Regions from separate parts of the Mus musculus genome. Here region 2 is linked to region 1. A link is a contact called in public promoter capture Hi-C data. All regions are on one chromosome and are shown on one strand. Each heading gives the region's core, a stretch centred on a gene start, on an enhancer-like site or on the middle of the called end of the contact. The rest is flanking DNA. Distances are from core to core; before and after follow the strand shown. Region 1 holds the start of Tmco1 (transmembrane and coiled-coil domains 1). Region 2 holds the start of Uhmk1 (U2AF homology motif (UHM) kinase 1).

The links. Promoter capture Hi-C pulls out the DNA fragments that hold promoters and counts their contacts.
Region 2: a promoter capture Hi-C map of pre-B cells shows a contact between it and region 1. The contact joins the promoter of Uhmk1 here to the promoter of Tmco1 in region 1. A contact is called at or near these places in 2 of 39 promoter capture datasets (embryonic stem cells and pre-B cells), 1 of 484 Hi-C or Micro-C datasets (CD4 T cells) and 1 of 9 other capture datasets (adipose tissue).

What each region holds. Positions count from the first base shown.
Region 1 is chr1:167,307,254-167,310,415 of GRCm38.p6, forward strand. It overlaps Tmco1 (transmembrane and coiled-coil domains 1), which reads left to right and starts at 1,417. Exons shown (of 7, transcript NM_001039483.1): 1 at 1,417-1,680; 2 at 2,053-2,130. The coding sequence starts at 1,611.
Region 2 is chr1:170,214,123-170,217,192 of GRCm38.p6, forward strand. Uhmk1 (U2AF homology motif (UHM) kinase 1) reads right to left here and starts at 1,285. Exons shown (of 8, transcript NM_010633.4): 1 at 851-1,285. The coding sequence starts at 1,118.

The DNA.
Region 1 (3,162 bases), core at 167-2,666:
TGTAGACCAGGCTGGCCTCGAACTCAGAAATCCACCTGCCTCTGCCTCCCAAGTGCTGGGATTAAAGGCGTGCACCACCACCGCCTGGCTTCTGAAGCTTTTCTGAATCCTCCGTGAAGAATCGGTCTTGCGCTCTCAACACTTTAGCTATAATTCTATCTTACTATGGCGTACAATTTCCCTGGGGAATTTTGGAACCAAGGAATCTTATCTTGCTCCATCTTACAGGGCCCAGTACTGTTCCTGACATATATTTAATGTCTATTAAAGACGTATATTTATAGTTATATCTTTATTTAATAGACATATATTTAATATCTATTAAAGGAGTCCTGGATAAATATAAGGCAAGAGAAACTAAAAAGGTAATGCTACAGAAGATTTATAAATTGTGTGCAGTGAAATTTGGAAGAACAATGACAGAAAATGGAAGTCAAACTGGGCATGGTGGCACAGTTATGGAAAGCTAGGACAGGGGGGTCTCTTGAGTGCTCCAGGTCAACCAGGGCTCCATAGTGCAACCCTGTCTCAAAAAAACACAAGGACGCACAAAGGAAGACTTCTGAGTTTTCTTGAGGAAAAAGAGCAGATCTGAGAATTGGGAGGAATCGAGTGCTCTTATATCAAGGCCTTCCCGTCATTTTCTCGCCCCGCTTGCACACGGTAATTTACAGTCCATCACGGAGGACATCTGAGTGTATGAGGCTCTCTCAAGACATCCTACTTTTACACACCACACCTTTTTCTATCCCCGTGTCCGTCCCCCCCCAACCCCCCGGCTGTTTTTTTTTTTCTTTCTTTCTTTTTTTTTTCGAGACAGGGTTTCTCTGTATAGCCCTGGCTGTCCTGGAACTCACTCTGTAGACCAGGCTGGCCTCGAACTCAGAAATCGGCCTGCCTCTGCCTCCCAAGTGCTGGGATTAAAGGCGTGCGCCACCACCGCCCAGCCCCCAAAACACTTCTAACTCAAATTCAACGTTTTCACTTCTTCCCCTTCGACTGCGCCACCGTTCCTTCCAATAAAAGCCCGGCCGCAGCAAGCGAGTTGTGCAGCCCTTCTCCTCCAACGGCGTCCCCGGCATCATAAAGGCTGGTTTAACCAGCGCCCGAGGACTCCTCGACTCGGCTCGCCCAGCCCAGGACCGGGGCGAGCCCCCAGACCCTGACGCTCCGCACGCGGTGGCCTAACTTTTCGGCCACGGAGGCGGGGATGCGGGTGAAGTCCAGCCACCGTGTGACAGGGTTCTAGTGTGAGGTAGGCGATCGGGCTCGGAGAGCAGGTAACGCACTGCCGAGGTCGCAACGCCGCCGCCACCACACCGCCATCCTCCGACCGACCTGGCTTTCCAACTCTCGCGAGACCGGGCCTGGCGCGCGCCTTCGGCCCCCGAGACTTGCGCGTTGCCGCTCTCTCCCGACTATGGCGGCCAGACGGCGGGAGTGAAGCCTGTAGTTCCGGGTCGGCGCCCCGGAAGCGGAAGTGTAGACTCGGGGCTGTCAAAGTTGTAGCGCTCCTCGAGGGTCGGTCCCGCCACGTCTCTTCCCGGTCTCTCTGGCTCTGGAGTGCTTTCCCCCCGCGGAGGGTGGGAGCGCGGGGACAGACGGGCGAGATGAGCACCATGTTTGCAGACACGCTGCTCATCGTCTTTATCTCCGTGTGCACCGCGCTGCTCGCCGAGGGTGAGGGCGGCTGTTTCCTTGGACGTTTGATTAATCCCAGGGTGGAAGGGCACTGGGGTCCCTCGCACCCCATGAGCAAAGATCGGGAGCCTCACTCCCTGCGGCCTGCGTGGTCCGTTGCAAGAAATCCCGGGCTCATCCCCCTATAGAAGCAGGAGAGTAGTGTGGAGTCATACGTCCTGATTTTCTTTACGTATTTGTGGATACACTGAAAAAAACAAAACAAAACATGGGTTGATCTGACTTTGAAAAAAGTTACTGATAAGTATAGAGCAAAATGTCGAAATCCTTTTGTCTCCAATACTAACAATTAAAGATGGTTTGTTGTGATTTCCATTTATTTCTCATTAGCATGTTGCTTTTACTGTTTAGGCATAACCTGGGTCCTGGTTTACAGGACAGACAAATACAAGAGATTGAAGGCAGAAGTGGAAAAACAAAGTAAAAAATGTGAGTATGGTAAGACGGTGGACGGTTCAACACGGGAAGTTCAATGGGTGCATGTTCACAGTAACTAAGAGAGGAGTATACCAAGAATACTACAAGCCAGTGTTCCTTGTTAGGGCAACTGAAATCTCAACACTCAGGAGATGGACATGATTGTGAGTTCGCAGCTAGTGTGGGCTACATAGGGAGATTCATGTTACAAACAAAACCATACTCTAACTTGGTAAAGATAGAAATCAAAGACCTTTGTGCAGCATCTTTAATAAAGCTAAAAGGAATCTGGGTGTGGTAGAGCTCCAGATAGGGCAGGCCTGGTCTACATAGTGCATTCCAGGCTGGATCTACTTCCTGTCGAGACCTTGCCTAAAACGGGGGGGGGGGGGGGGGGGGCGGGGAGCTAAAGGGGAAAGGGGTCATGGCAGACACACACACACACACACACAGAGTCTTCATTCTAAAGAAGAGGTCCTGTTCTGTTGTGAGAGACTATGGAAGATCTCATGGTACAGATGGACCCAGTGCCTTGTGGATTAGTTAGAATGTAGATAGAAGATAAAAGAGGGAGAGGAAATTCTAGGGAAAGGAAAAATCACGTAAACATGGAGATTTGAATGTGTGAGCTGTGTTTGGAGAATAAGTCACTGTGACTAGTGTCAGTGGGAGTGGTACCCTTTAAAGTTTAGCCAAGTTTCAGTCGGGTGAGAAAGCTGAAAAATGATTGAAAAAATGATTAACATGGGTAAAATTTGTGACTTTTGAAGGAAAGTTAAAATTTAGCAGGGCACAGCTGATCATATAAATAAGGCCTTAGGTAGCCCAGGCAGGCCTCACATTTCTGATGCCTCACCCTTAGCTCCCCAGTTACTGGGACTTTGAATGGTTCTCTAAAAGCACAATTGGTATCCAGTGTTGGTTGGTTGTTTTGCTTTTATGAGGTGGGTCTCATTTAGCCCTGCTTGGCTTTGAACTCACTAGCTGAAGATGACCTTGAGCTGATTCTCCTACCTTCCAAGAGATGAACTATAGAAATTCAGA
Region 2 (3,070 bases), core at 35-2,534, 2.9 Mb after region 1:
ACATTCTAATGTAATCACGCAAGAGATTCAACAAGTACTGAGGCATGCAAAAAATGTTCCTGTCAAACACCAAAGCTATAGTGATATACCGCTTAGTAAGATTAAGGAAAAAAAAGAAAAACACACTAGCATTAGGACATTCTATCAATGTAGTATTATAAATAAATAAATAAATAAATAAATAAATAAACAAACACTTTCTTCAAGCTACACATGGGTTCTATTTGCCAAGATCTATGACGCTTCTTTACTAACCAAAGTTATAACCGCTTACAAGCTCTCTGCCTGTACGTGGATTAGCAACGAGGACTGCTTCCATATATCTGTGGCCCAAACAAGCTTACATTCTAAATCTCTGAGTCATGAAAGTCTTACTGAAGCAAACGCTGTGCTCTTAAATATCACACTTCCATTAACTTCTAGGTAACACTGGGTTCCCTCTCCCAAATTCACACGAAATATGTATTTTTTTTTCCGTTCTCAGTAGTATGTCATTTGATGTCAATGATGGCACTGGATGCCCTAGAATATTTTCCATTTGGAAAAGATGCAAAATTTTCCACTCAAGACATGACAACCTGGCAAACTCATGCCTTTCACTTTCTAACTACCGGATGAAAACCTAAGCAAACTGGACTTTACTAAGCATTTGCTATGTAATAATCACTTCCACCGTATACCTCAGACAGCTGCAAAGGAAAGGTGGACTGAAAAGGGACCTGCATCGCGTGACAACTAGTGAGGCCCGATCCTCTCCTCCCACCTACAGGACCAAAGACCGGGGGCCAGGCGGAGGACGCTTATGCTTGAGCCGGGACATGGGCAGGACATGGGGGACAGCCACAATTACCGATGTTCCTGTGACCCTGCAACTGCTCCAGCGCCGCCCTCTCTTTGCGGAAACCATACTCCGCGGCCGAGGCCGCAGCCCCGGTGGTTCCCGGAGGCAGGAACTGCTTGAGGGCGCCGGGGGGCGAGCCCGGGGTACCGCAGCACCGCACCCGGTACACCGAGGCCGACGAGCCGCTGCCCAGGCGGCTCTGGACCTGCCACAGCCGCCCGAAGGCCTCCAGGAAGCGCGGCGGCTCGGCGCCCCACGCGCAGCCGGACCCCGCCATGGTGCGGGCTGGGCCGAGGACACGCGAGCCGACACGACGCGCCAGGCAGGCCCGCGGCGCCCGCCGTCACATCCCCGCCCGGACCCGCCGCTCCGCAGGGAGGGGCCTGCAGCGCTCCGACCGACTCCCCGGACCTCAGGCCGCCATGACACCGGAAGCCGGAGTGCACTCGGACCCAGCCGGAAGTGGGGGAAAGCCAATCCTAGAGGCTGAAGGAGGCGGGCCTAAGAGGGGCGGGGCCTCCAGGGGGAAAATTGTTTAGCACAAAACAACTGAGATATTAAACTTAATTATTAGAGATGGGGTGTAGCACAGTAGTAAAGTGCTTGCCTTGAATGCGCAAGGAAGGCCCTGGCTCCAGCAAAATATATGATTATTGATTTTTTTGTTTTATTTATCTTTAAAGAGTTATTATATTTGTATTTATATATTTGTGTATTTGTTCCTCATGTGTGCAGAAGTCAGAAGAAGGTGTAATATCTTTTGGTGCTGAAGTTACAGGAGATTGTGAGCTGCCGGGTTTGGGTGATGGGAACCAAAGTCCTGTCCTGGGGAAGATCAGTATTTCCTCATAGCCACTGAACTGTTTGTCTCTTGTGCAGCTATCTTATTTTCTATTACCTATTGTTTCAAGCTGAAAGCTACGTGCTTTCACATCTTCCTGATATCCATCATTACCACCTCCCTTTCTAATATAACTCCGATTTTCTTTGGAACAGTAATATACACAAAAGAAATACCTGGCCTCTCTCAGAAGTGGCTGTGACCACGCCCTCTCTCTAGTCAATAAGACCTTCCTGCATAACTAACAAGGATTTATTGGAAGATCTAACTTGACTCACTTAGATGTTGTGTTTTCTTCCCTGTTACTTCCTATCTCCTGCTTAAGAAAATAAGCGTAAAGCTAAAGACAGATTAGTTGGGGCTAGAGAAATGGCTTAGCAGCTAAGAGCACTGACTGCTCTTCCAGATCAGGGTTCAATTCCCAGCATCCACATGGCAACTCACGAGTGTCTATAACTCAAGTCCCAGAGCATCTGGCACTCTTACACAAACATGCAGGCAGAATTTCAGTGTATATAGAAATAAATAAATCTTAAAAAGCAAAACAAAAAATAAAGACAGATTAGTCATCCTGTTTATGAAGCAACTGAGAGAATAAAAGCAACATATTAATATATTAATTGGATGTGATCTATTGTGCCAAAAAGCCCAAAGTATGTTGTCTTAGATATGGAAGCATTCCCTTCTACAATTAATAATGCAGGGTTCTGCCAATCTCAGTGGACTTTTATCTTTGTGACCTATGTGTTTGCCTTGTCTTTCAGCATTTCATGGTTTTGAGAATGGGGAAAGAGACCAAAGAAGCACAAAAATAGCCAAAATGGTACTGAGTTTTCTGGTCGTATCCCATTAGCTAGTGCTTACCTAGTCATATGACCCAAGCTAGCTCCAGACAAGCTAGAAAATTCACATAAAATTCATAACTAATGGAAGAAGAGGAAACTGGGTGTATAGGGACAAATAAACGCAAGTCTAGATCATTCATGACCCAGAAGAAATGCAAAAGGTTTCTGGATCCTTGACAGCTTGGTAGAAATCCATTGTGCTTCCTAAAACCATCCTCCAGACTTCTTACTGGGGGGGGGCAGGGTGCCTATTTGATTAAAGAATCTTAATGTTTTAAAAACACAAGAGCTTTTATGCATATAAATATGCACAGTGTAGCATTTACCACATTAGTCATTTTTAAGTGTATAGGTAATATAAAATATTTTGACCTTGTGCAAACATTATCAACAAACATCTGAGGAACTTGTTCCATACATCTTGTAGAAACTAATCTCTCTTCTAATTAAACAAGCTGCCAACTCCTCTTTCCTTCAGCCCCTGACAATCTACCAGTTCATTTTAGTTCTTATATCCATAGTCCTCTTGTTAGTCTACTTGTT